Regions from separate parts of the Mus musculus genome. Here region 1 is linked to region 2. A link is a contact called in public Hi-C data. All regions are on one chromosome and are shown on one strand. Each heading gives the region's core, a stretch centred on a gene start, on an enhancer-like site or on the middle of the called end of the contact. The rest is flanking DNA. Distances are from core to core; before and after follow the strand shown.

Region 1 (5,754 bases), core at 964-3,463, 100 kb after region 2:
TAAACATTATTTTGTTAGAACTCATAAGGGGAATTATTAAAGAGTAATAGCTACAGAAGAATTATAACAAAATTTGTATTTTAATTTTTCTTGGGTTTAAAACCATTCCCTATACATGCATTCAATGAAATATACCCACTGCTGGTTTTATTTAAAAAATCAGAGAAAACGACAATTAATGATATTACTTAAAGCAATCAAACTAATTTCTGTGTAGATAATAGGCAAAAGAAAATTCACACATTTTAAGAAACCACTCTTTTGGTCATTAACCAACTGAAAAACAAATTATCTCTAAATTAATAAGATGAAAAGTTGGCTCATAAATCAGCTTTTGTTTCGATGTTTGTGATTGTCTAGTTGTGTGCTGCCTCCACCTACAGGTCTCAGACTCACATACCAGTTAGGTTTCCTACTCTGTCTATAGAAGCCCCAGTGGCTCAATACAAAATGCAAAGAAAGAAACAGAAAGAAAAGAAAAAGCCTAAGTTGCCACTTAAATCATTTAGCTGATTTTTTTTTTTCTGTGTGTTCCAAGGACGGCTTAGCTTCCTTACCAGAATTTAGTATAACTATGAACACCTTAACGACAGGCATTCTTTAAACTAATATATCCCTGATAGGGTAGTCGCTTCTTCAATTAAATGCCTCAAATAGAAAAAAAAAATCCCATTCATTTTTGTTGTGTGTGTGTGTGTGTTTGGCTGCTTAAAAAAAAATCAGCAAACTTTTTAGAGTTTCAGACACTTAGTACGACAATTTCCTGTACAATCCATTTCCACTAAAATAATTGATAATTCCTCAAAATACCTAGTCTTTTAAAGAGTGTGGATACAGTTGTGTCACTTAAAAATCATCCTAGACCTGGAATGAAGAAATCAAAAACAATGCTTCACCTGACTGGGTCCCACACCAGAAGAACAAGCAGCAGAGACCATACATTGCATGTGCTCAATTTTGTCTTCATCTTCTTGTTGCCAAAGCTATGGAAGAAAAAACAAAATTAAATTAAATTTGTTCTCATCCTACCAAGCCAATAACCCAAAAGAATTTCATTTCAATTAGGAGGGGATGTTACTCCTGTCTACTAGGTATAGGACTGGATGACAGGCAATGGGAAAGGATTTTTTTAATGGAAAGATTACACCACTAATACATTTTCCTCTGCCTATAACTTCCCCAGTCCCATCCTCTGAAAAAAAAAAAATCGTTATGCACGCATAAAATGACAACCCGGGACTCTAAACTGACACAGTAGCTGATGAAGAAATAGGTTGGAGGAGTGTGTGCGAAAGAGGTGGGGAGATGGATACTCCACGCCTCACCCTCTCAAGGAAGATCACCTCCGCAACGACAGCAGGAAAAAGCTGGCAGCAAGCAGGCTACTTTTTCATTTCTATCTTTTCCTTACAGTTAATTGTGGTACTCACGTCTTCACTTTACTCAACAACAACCACCATCACACCCTCAAAAAAAAAAAAAAATAGAAAATCAAATCCAAATCATTCGCCCTGCCCTTTCACATTTGCCCACGTCCATGTTCAAGAGGCAGCAGGGTGGAAATCAAGTGCTGCGAACTATGCATTTGACAGCTGCTCTGAGCCAAGACTACCAAAGGAGCGTGAGGCTCCGGATCAGACGCCGCTGAGCAGGCAGGCAGCGCTGCCAGTGTGTGCAAAGTTGGAGACTGTAAAAGAGCCGGGCCAGCGTGCAGCCGCCGGACTGGCTCTTGGATTTTTATTGTAGTTGCGAATATACGTTTCTGGGGAGGGACATTGGAATTCGATCTTGGAGGATGGAGAGACTAGGAGAACCTGAGCCTCCGTGTCGAAGGAGCATGAAGAGTGGAGTGGGTTGGTGGGGTGGGGGTGGCATGCTGGCGAAGCAGAGGGGAATGAGCAAAGGTTACCCCCGCTGCCACCAACGTCTGCGACCCTACCTGAACAGCTAGTAGAAGTAGTAGATGTTTTCCTCCAGTGGCTTTGAATCTGTTTCCACAGAAACTTGAGAGAGAGAGAGAGAGAGAGAGAGAGAGAGAGAGAGAGAGAGAGAGAGAGAGAGAGAGAGAGAGAGAGAGAGACTGCAGCAGCCTAAAGACCAGGCAGCAAACGAATGGATGGGCCGGTGGAAGCTGTAGCAGAGAGCTTGAGGAGTCGTGGCCGCGCGAGGAGTAGGCGGCGAAGGCGTCCGTAGTGGCGGTGATGGGCGGAGGAGGAGGAGGAGGAAGAGGAGGAGGGAGTAGCGATCGCAGGAGCCGGGGTGGGGGCGCGGAGGCGCGATGCGCGCAGGCAGGCAGCAGCGGGCACGAGCCCCGCGCCTGGAGGAGGAGGAGCTAGCCCAAGGAAGAGGATTAAGAAGGTTCCAGGGAATAGGGGACCCCTTATCCCCCACCCCAATCCTGGCCAAGCCACCGCCGCCCTCTGGGCACCTGGGGCAGCACAGCCGGGGTAGCGCGGGGCACCACAGTGCGCCTGGGAGCGCCGCTGCCCGCGCCCACACCGCGCTGGAGGAGTGGAGCCCACACCCTGCCTGGAGCTGGAGGCAGTGAGCTTCCTGGTGTAAGGGTTAGGGGGCGGCTGCTGGTGAGTGTGGGTGCTGAACTGTGAATGGTGTGTGTTTGTGAGGCCCTAGGTCCCACGGGCGGCTCCCTGCCGCTCGTCCCCCGACATCATCCCTAGTGGAGCGACGTGGTTGCCTGGAAGAGGTAACGATGTATGGCTCCCACTGGAGGGCGAAGGGGCTAATCACGCCTTTACTTAGTCATCAGCGCATCCACGCAGGACCATGTTAAACGCACGTTACGTGGAATTACACAGCAGGAAGTTTCTTTGATTTCCTTAGCCCTCTGGATGTACCTCTCTTTGCTCAGCGCTCCCATAATTAGGACCAGTTTCCCCTCAAGCTAGGAGGTCTGGAGACTTGCCCAAAGCGGATCAGTGAGGGCCCTATGCTGACCTTACCCTTCAGGAAAACCCCCTGCTTTCTTTCAGCAATGCTTTACCCTAATCTCTTTGTCCAGGCATTCTCCTTACCTGGTGCTCAAGATTCAGTCTAAGAGCTATAAAAAGTTTATGTTAGCCCTGAGCTAAGGAACCTGCTGCCTTCTTTCCATTGCAGACAGGAACGAGATGGAGCAGTTTGAGGTTTTCCCCCCTTTAGGGCTTTTTCTTGGCAGGGACTTGTAATTCCAAACCTATCATACACTTTGAGAATTCTGTGTTTGATCTGTCTGATGTTTCCTTCCGCTTTATCTGGGGCGATAAAATCGAACCGTGCAACATGAACAGAAAAAGAAAAAGGAAACCAATGAAAAAGAAAAGAAAGATGCATTCCTTTTTGTACTGTGCAGGAAACTGAATCTTAGGAACATTCTACTCAGGCAAACCAGAGCCGCTCTTTATCTTTTTTTCTCAGAAGTTTTCATAAATGTGAGACACTATAAAAGGAGAAAAGGGAGAGTGTCCTAAGCTTGTACGACTCTGTTATTTTACATTCAGAGTCAATATGTACCATTTGGTAGTTGAGCACACACACACACACACACACACACACACACACACACACACACACACAAGATTTTTTTTTTACTAGATGATGCAGTTTTCCTAACGGGCAGTGCTAATCTACAGTAAATTTTAGCTTTCCTTTGAAGATTATGGGAAGAGAGGAAGACACTTACAATAGAAATATTTCAGGCTGTTCCTTTTAAACCATAAGCCACCACGTTGCCAATGAGCATTTAACTTCTTAAAACCTAAGCAAACATTTCTTATTTAGCTGACCCTACTAAGAAGAAAGGAGCAACATGCAGCCTTCTCCCCCTCCTTCGTTAATATTCCTTTGCTGGCTTGCCCATTGAAGAGTCTAATTAAAATTCACAAAGATAAAAGACATGCCATTTAAAACCTTGCAAGCAGAGAATCTAGAGCCTTTTACTTGCTGAGAACACTCTGGACTGCCCCTTCCTGCCCCACTCCCATGTGTCCTTTACTGTAAGGAGCTCTCTCACCTTGCCTTTATATCACAGCTAAACTCTTTATATTTTGACCAGGGCAACCATATTTGCCATGTCCCTACAAGATTTCTCTTTCATGAACCTCAGTCTTTGAAAATATTCTGTGCTTGCTTACTGACTGCTATTTTCTCCTCTTGATTCTGATATGGAAAAAAAAAAGATTCTAACTGCCCATTTCCATTTTAAAACTTTTATTAATTGAAGTGATTTTTGGTTTGGTTTGGTATTTTTTAAAGAAAAACAGCTTTGTCTGTGAACAGCCTGATTTAACTTGTAATCTCACTGACATAATCTGCATTTGAGAGGCTTCGTCAGCAGGCTGTTCCAAGTAATTTCTTTCCACCACTTTGTTTCTGTAAAAGTGTATGTTGAAACAGTTCAAATATTTGGATACATATTCACAAGATCTAGAGTATAGCCAAAAATTCTTTTAAATCATAAAATTTCGATCTTTAGTATCCCCCCCCAACCACAGAAAATGTTTTATGATTTCTATTGATGTTGGACACCTGTGGTTACCACTTCAAACCACACTGAAGGAACTGGAAATCAGAAATGCTGACAGCAGATAACAGTCATTTGCCTCAGAGCTATATTCATACAGATATCTCCCTGTAGTCCTGACATTGTCCAGTCTCCTCAAACATCTGAATGCAGCCTGATTTTCCTCTCAGCTCTCTATGGTAGCGTGTGAGTTAACAGCCTGAACTTGGAGAGCCTGACCTATGGTTAGTTACTAAGCTTTTCCTACCTACTTCCTTTGGACCATATCCTGGAGAAGCTGACCCTGAAAAAAAAATAGCTAATTGGTTGCCAGTAAATCCATTCCCATCCATGCTTGGCCAGTGCAGAGCCTCCTGAATTGAACCCATTTGATTGACTTGTCTAAATTGGATTGGAGCAGGAAGAGCATTACATCTGCAGTATCCAAGGCCATGTGACTTTCAAGAATAAAAGGAAGCAGGAGAATCTGAAGACCTTTTATTTATATTGCATTTTTTATATCTCATAATACTGTATGACTTTTAAGTCTGTTACAAATATGGTTGTTTTCATTTCTACAGACCCGAGTTGAGCACTACTACTCCAAACCCTCTACATGCCTTGAGAGCATCACAATCCTTGAAGCTTTCTGCAAGAAAGCAAATAGTATATGTGTGTCTGCATGTATAGCATACATTAAGAGTGTACTGCAGAAGCTCCCTTTGACAGTATAGGGTAACTAATATAGAGGTGACTGGTCAACTTGCAGAGTGTAAGAGACTGTGGAGTGCTCAGCTATAAACAGGCCAGCTATATCTCACCACTCCTCTTACAACTCAGGGGCAGTCACAGAAGAGAGAGTGGAATGACTGTAAGAGCCAGAGGTAATGTAAATGTAAAGCCACAGAGTATTTTCTGGACAGGTCAAGACTATTGCACAAATAACTCACAATAGCTATGACTGCACATACAAGACAAAGTGCTAGCTTTTATTTTGGATGGCTCATGACATGGAAGCCTTCTCTGAAAAACTATTGGCTATTGATAGCTGTCCGGGATGAAGATTAAGTTTTCTTCAGGGATTAGACAACTAAGAGACTATCCATGCTCCATGAGATGGTCCTACCCCCAAGTACATACAGACCAGCATTAAGTGGATTCAGTGGGTTAAAGAAAAATAAAAGATCATATGAAGTAAGGAAGGGAAATTGGTGAGAGAGATTGTGGAGGAATTGGAGAGTTGGGAAAGGTGAGTG
Region 2 (5,961 bases), core at 149-2,648:
TTATAATTGTCAGAATTAAAACCTAAAAATGCACATTCATACATCTATAAAGTAGGGGAAGAATCAAACTAGAGAAGCTATTGTTCTCTACATTATAATTTCAAAGTTTAAGAACTGTAAACAAAGATATACTTCAAAACCGAAGTCAAGTTAAGGAGACATCCGTAAGATATCATTTTGGAGGCTTAAGCAAGAGATGTCATCCTTCATGGCTTACTTGCTCTGCACAAGAAAGCCTGAATCAACAAAACAAACAAAATTACAATGAGAAAAAAAAAATCCTAGATACCTGCAGTCTTCCTCATATATCCTATAATATTATAAATATTTCATAGATGACTCCCAAGACAGAATATATTGTACAAATGCTCTGAGAACACAGTTAATACAACAATCAAATCATTTTTAATTTATACTGAGTTTCTACGTGCTATCATGATACAACTATGAGTAGTTATATGCTCAGAGATAATCAGGATTACTTTGCTTCAAAATGTAAACCATAACATTTAGACAGGACAGATAAGAATGTTAAACTTTATTTTACGATGTAAGTCCTGGTCCACTAATAGTGAAACTTCAACTATAGTTCAAACACCCACCACTCCTCCAAGTTCATCTGCTGACAGCAAACAATGATGATGAGAATATAGATCTTAGTGTTGGACTCAAGTTCTGACATACTTTTAGTAAACACAATTCTCAAAGGGATCACACACACACACACACACACACACACATACACACACACATACACACACACACAGATTGCTCTTTCTGTGTTGACTTGATATTAGATAATAGAAAGGGTGTTATGGAGAGTTTATAGAAGTTATAGGGCCTCAGAATAGCTCCACGGGTCAGTTTTCTTGTCTGCAAATAGGAAGGCACTCCTATTATTTTAACTAAGAAATTGTTTCATAATTAAACAGCTAGTAATTTTGATATACTCAACTCAGAAATATAGTATAGGGTGTTATACAGTGCCGTTTTTAGTGCTGTTTCTGAGCTACAAATAAGAGTAGCTTAAATGTCTTAAACAATTATGACTACATTATGTTAAAAATTTACAAGACCTTCTCAAAAATCTCAATATTACTGCAAAGTGGACCAAGTAAACAATAGCATTTGCTTTTAATTACCTTCTTATACCCTCACTGAAAGATGATAATAATTCGTTAATATTAAGAAAACTTGGGCAGGCCAACTATATTCCCAACAAACCATCCCAGCCCGAACTGGAACTGGAAAGGCTCTCTGATTTTCCTTGCCATGGCTTATTACTGTATTTTGCTTCACTCACTTTCCTAATTGGCAGTGGGACGGCTGGGATGAGACTGTGGCAGCAGCAGGGAGAAAGGCGGCTGGTGGGCTGGCAGCTTGCATCTGATTAGCATGTGCTGCCTTGTGCCAAAGTCAATTCTGAGATGCCAGGTATGCCTCCTGTTAGCGCTCACAGCCGGTGCCTCTTGGAAAACCGAGATTGGGAATAAACTCTGAAATCATCTCTGCCATGTACAGTCTCCGTGTTCATTATTTTCATACCCTGTACCATCCACACATTCTACTTCCTCTCGCTGCTTCTTCTTGTGAATTTCAGCGGTGATTATCATTTTCCTGATAAGACTGCTCCAACTCTTTAGCTGCACTGACTGAAATCTTTACTCATGTAACTGTCTCTTTCCCAGCTACCCAGTTACTTCGCCCCTCTCGCTCCCTCCCTCTCTCCCTCATCTCTTTCTCTCTCTGTCTTGCTCTCTTGCTCTCCTTGCTGTTTGCTTTGAGCTTCTACAGTGCTCTTTCCAATCACTGCCTGCCCTCATCCACAGACTTCAAACTAATATGCCCATGGGTACTAGCCAGGAAAACAAGCCGGGTAAGGTGAGAAATACAGTTTTTGAGTCTGCGGTAAATAAAACGATTAAGTTTACAGTGGAAATTTACTCTTCACCTTGATTCAGTCAAGAGTGATTCATGAAAAAAAAAAAAATAGGAGTCCTTCTACATTTAGGAAAAATCTTCTTTTCCCCTTGATAAAAATATTAGCACACAAGACCACACCAACAACCAAAGGACATGCATGCCTGGACTGGCCTTGTCCCCTTACACACATATAGCAGATATTCAGCTTGGTCTTCATATGGGTTCTCTAACAATTGGAGCAGAGTGGGGGCTGTCTCTGACTCATGCTCTGTTTCTTGTGTTTGGATCCCTTTCTCCTAGCTGGGCTGCGTTGTCTGGCCTCAGTGTGAGAGGATGGGCTTAGTCCTGATGCAACTTGATGCACCAGGGCAGGTTGATGGGGACTGGGGGGTTCCCCTTCTCCTTGGAAGAGGGGAGAAGTGGGGAAGTGGCATGAATAGGTAGCACTGGGAGGAGAGGGGCGAGGGGATGTGATTGAGACGTAAAGTGAATGAATGAATGAATGAATAAATAAATAACATATTAGCATACACACATGTAATCAATACCTATAAGTTTATTTTGCCTAGCTAACTACTACTGCCTGTCAGCATCCTTCATAGCCCATAGTCCTTTACAGAATTTGCAGATATACTGATATAGAAAATATATATTGGCCTTGTGTTTGTTACTTCATGCCTCCTTCTAGCATATCCCAAATGCAGATAGCTTGGGTTTCCGTTATCAATGAAACAAGCCTAGCGTATACAGAAATTAAATGGATTTTCCTACCTAGCAATAGAGGCAAAGTGGCACAAGCTTTCTTGATTACTGGTATAATATTCTGTCCACAATGCAATCAGTTCTCCATAGTACTTTTTTGTTATTTCATTAAATGATTGACATACACACATATGTGTATGTAAGTATGAAGAAATATATATATGTGTGTGTGCGTGTGTGTGTGTGTGTGTGTTTCCTTGTTTCAATTCCTCGTGCCGTGTTTAGTAAAATGAAATTATATCATTATAAAAAGGATTCAGCACACTTAATGCCTTCTTAAGAGTTATAACACAGAGGTCTTTTACTTTTACCAGTGTTCTGATCATGTGTCTTGTGTGACTATGGGTCAAACACCCAATAAAGAAGCCTGGACCCTGGAAGCCTATACAGATTGCATGCAAATGGGTATATTTTCAGCACACAAATCCCATAGTAAAGGAGATATTTTTAGCTCTTCTATTAGTGATGACTAAATACTGAATGCACGGAGAATATTAGAGATGAAGTATTATGTCAATGGTATTCTTACGCAGGTGTGAAGGACACATTCTAGTGTGTAGATAAGAGGGCTGGCCACACAGGAACATTGGTAGCAGATGTTTTCTGTTTGCAGGTGAGGGGAGTGGAGCTATGAGATTCCAGGTAGGTCAGCTTTCAGCTTTTTCATTATTCTTATTCAAGCTAAAACCAGGGCAAGGCCAAGCTCAGTTATATGTAAATGAGATCGAAGACTAGATGATAAGGATGTATGTTGGTTTAAGGTATTGGAAAGCATATAGAGACTCATGATTTGAGTGACTCAATTGTTGTCTAGGAGGATGCTATCCATTCTGAACATAGGAGCTATGTATAAAAAGAAAGACTCAATGGTGGTGTTTATAGATGAAATGCATTTCTAAAATCATGCTTCTTAGAGATGTTAAACTGGCCCATGGCTAGTAAGAATGAAGTAAACAGGGGCTGGCAATTGAGTTGAATTAAATTTCCCCCCTTGAATTGAATTTCACTACTTGCATGGAAGTGAATTTTGCTACTTGAATTGACTTGAATTGTCCTACCACACTAAACTTGAATTCACCAGCTATAGTGCACACAAATAAATACTGCCAAGTATTCAGACATGCTCTTCACAAAACCCATCCCCTGGTGATCAGATGTCAAAGAACTTAAATTCTAGTCCAGATTTATTGTTGCTAGATCTCTAGAGTTTATGATTCCTTAAAGACTGTCTCATGAAGGTGAGTACTGTTACTTTATTTCAAATGGGCTGGCCACCCTTTATACATGTCTTGACATAAAGAAGAAAGCTATGTCAGAAACCAGATAATAAGTATTGTAGATAATTACACAGCATTTATCCTGTGCTATAAGCATGGCCAATGTTCTGTAAAGTCATGCATATGAGGGTGTTGTGTGATGTTATTCCCCTAGCCTCATCTCTAAAGACAAGATTATTACATGTACAGTTTTATGGATGCAATAAACTAAGGTACACAGGAGCTAAAAACACTGCCAGGAGTCACTCAGCTAAACAACAGAGAAAGACTAAAGCAAGATATGCTGTATCTAAAAATTAAGCATTCCTCATCACTTTACAAACTTTACCAACTATGTGTTTTAGCTTTGACAAAGCATACCAACAAATACTATCATATGTAATTAACCCAAAATAATAAAGTACATGATCTATAAGAAGAAATTCTAACTTCAACATCTATCCACCCTCAATAGCTTGGAATTACAATGTATCCTGCCTTCAAAGTATGCTTGGTGAGCAATGGTGGAACAGATCTTGTGGAAGTAACCAACCAATGTCTGACAGGACTTAAGGTCCTCTCCACAAGTTGGATCCCATAACTCAACACTGCTTCGGTGACAAAGAACCAGAAACCAGATTGGCCACAGACCTAGGATAAAACCAAGTACTACTGTTTAAAAAAACAACAGTAAAAATAGCTCCAAACGATATTCTATCATGCTCAGAGATCAGTGCTTTTATTCAGCCATCATCCAAGAACCTTTCTCCTGCAGTAGATATGAACTATACAAAGACCTACAGCAAGACGCACAAAGAGAGAGTTCTTGGAACACACAGCTGTACATATTTTGTGTCCATCAAATCCCTCCCCTCAGGGCTTAGGAAAATCCACAGAAGTAGAAATGGAAGGGGTGTAAGAGCCAAGGAGTGGAAGACTTCAAGAGAACAAGGCCATCCAAATGAACTGAGCAAAGCCCATATGAAATCACACAGACTGAACTAGCAAGTGTAGGACCTACTTGGGTCTACACAAGGTCTTCTGCATATATATTATTGCTCTCGGGGTAGGTTTTTTTTTTTTTTTTTTTTGGACTCCTTACTGTTTGAATGAGTGGGTTCTAGAGCCTTCTCTTGACCTCTTTTCCTTTTGTTGGTTTGTCTTGTCCAATTCCCAGGAGACAGCTTTTGTTTTATCTTAATTTATTTTGTTTGAAAAAAATTTTAAGAAGAAATTGAATAAGCATGCCCAAACTTAAAATATTTGGAGAGGGTCTAAACTCTAGGAACATGGTTTATGTTAGTTGCTGGTCATCACTCAGATGAGTTACACCATACAGGCCAACAGAACCCGTGGGGTAAACAGTACAGAGTCTTAAAATTCAGTACAATACACACACACACACACACACACACACACACACACACACACACACACACGTGCAGAGTTATATTGACAGCAAAGAATAACTTTTAGAATTTTTGCCAAGAATGCTTTCACCATTAAACAGCATCCATTTGTGAGAAAATTGCTTTCAGTCCTTACATCTATACATATATACTGCAAATCATGTATTATTTGTTCTCTCTCATCTGTCTCTCTGTCTGTCTCTGTCTTTCTCTGTCTCTGTCTCTCTGTCTCTCTGTCTCTCTGTCTCCCTCTCTCTCTCTCTCTCTCTCTCTCTCTCTCTCTTTCTCTCTCTCTCTCTCTCTCTCTCTCTCTCTCTCTCTCTCTTGCTCTCCTTTCTCTCTCTTGTCTTTGTGCCTCTCTGTATCTCATGTGTTTGTATATGTATGTGCTGGAAGAAAAATGTTTATGCAGGTGTGGATAGATATGTATCTGTGTGTGTGGAGGCCAGAGGGCAGCATTAGGTGGCATTCCATAGACACTTCCTTTATTCAACTTCCAAATATTTAGTGTGCATGGTGTGTGTGTGTGTGTGTGTGTGTAAGCACCTTACACTCTGAGCATCGACCTGGCCTTCATCTCAGTTTGTGAGTCAGGATCTCTCCCTGGCTTA

Evidence for each region. A called contact is a pair of places that touch in the nucleus more often than the background predicts.
Region 1: a contact with region 2 is called in a Hi-C map of ventral hippocampal neurons, with 1.7 times the contacts expected there. The contact joins the promoter of Gabra2 here to the enhancer-like site in region 2. A contact is called at or near these places in 1 of 39 promoter capture datasets (hippocampal neurons) and 5 of 484 Hi-C or Micro-C datasets (cerebral cortex, cortical neurons, forebrain and 1 more).

The regions. Positions count from the first base shown.
Region 1 is chr5:71,093,636-71,099,389 of GRCm38.p6, forward strand. It overlaps Gabra2 (gamma-aminobutyric acid (GABA) A receptor, subunit alpha 2), which reads right to left and starts at 2,214. Exons shown (of 10, transcript NM_008066.4): 1 at 1,940-2,214; 2 at 897-983. The coding sequence starts at 967.
Region 2 is chr5:70,994,408-71,000,368 of GRCm38.p6, forward strand. The region is part of intron 8 of Gabra2 (gamma-aminobutyric acid (GABA) A receptor, subunit alpha 2); the gene reads right to left. Among named protein-coding and RNA genes, the nearest start is that of Gabra2, 98 kb to the right of the region's middle. Within about 2 kb of position 1,399, at least 26 of the 459 cell types and tissues checked have an H3K27ac peak or open chromatin away from gene starts, as enhancers often do. A contact at or near this core is called in cerebral cortex, cortical neurons, forebrain and 1 more, where this site is marked.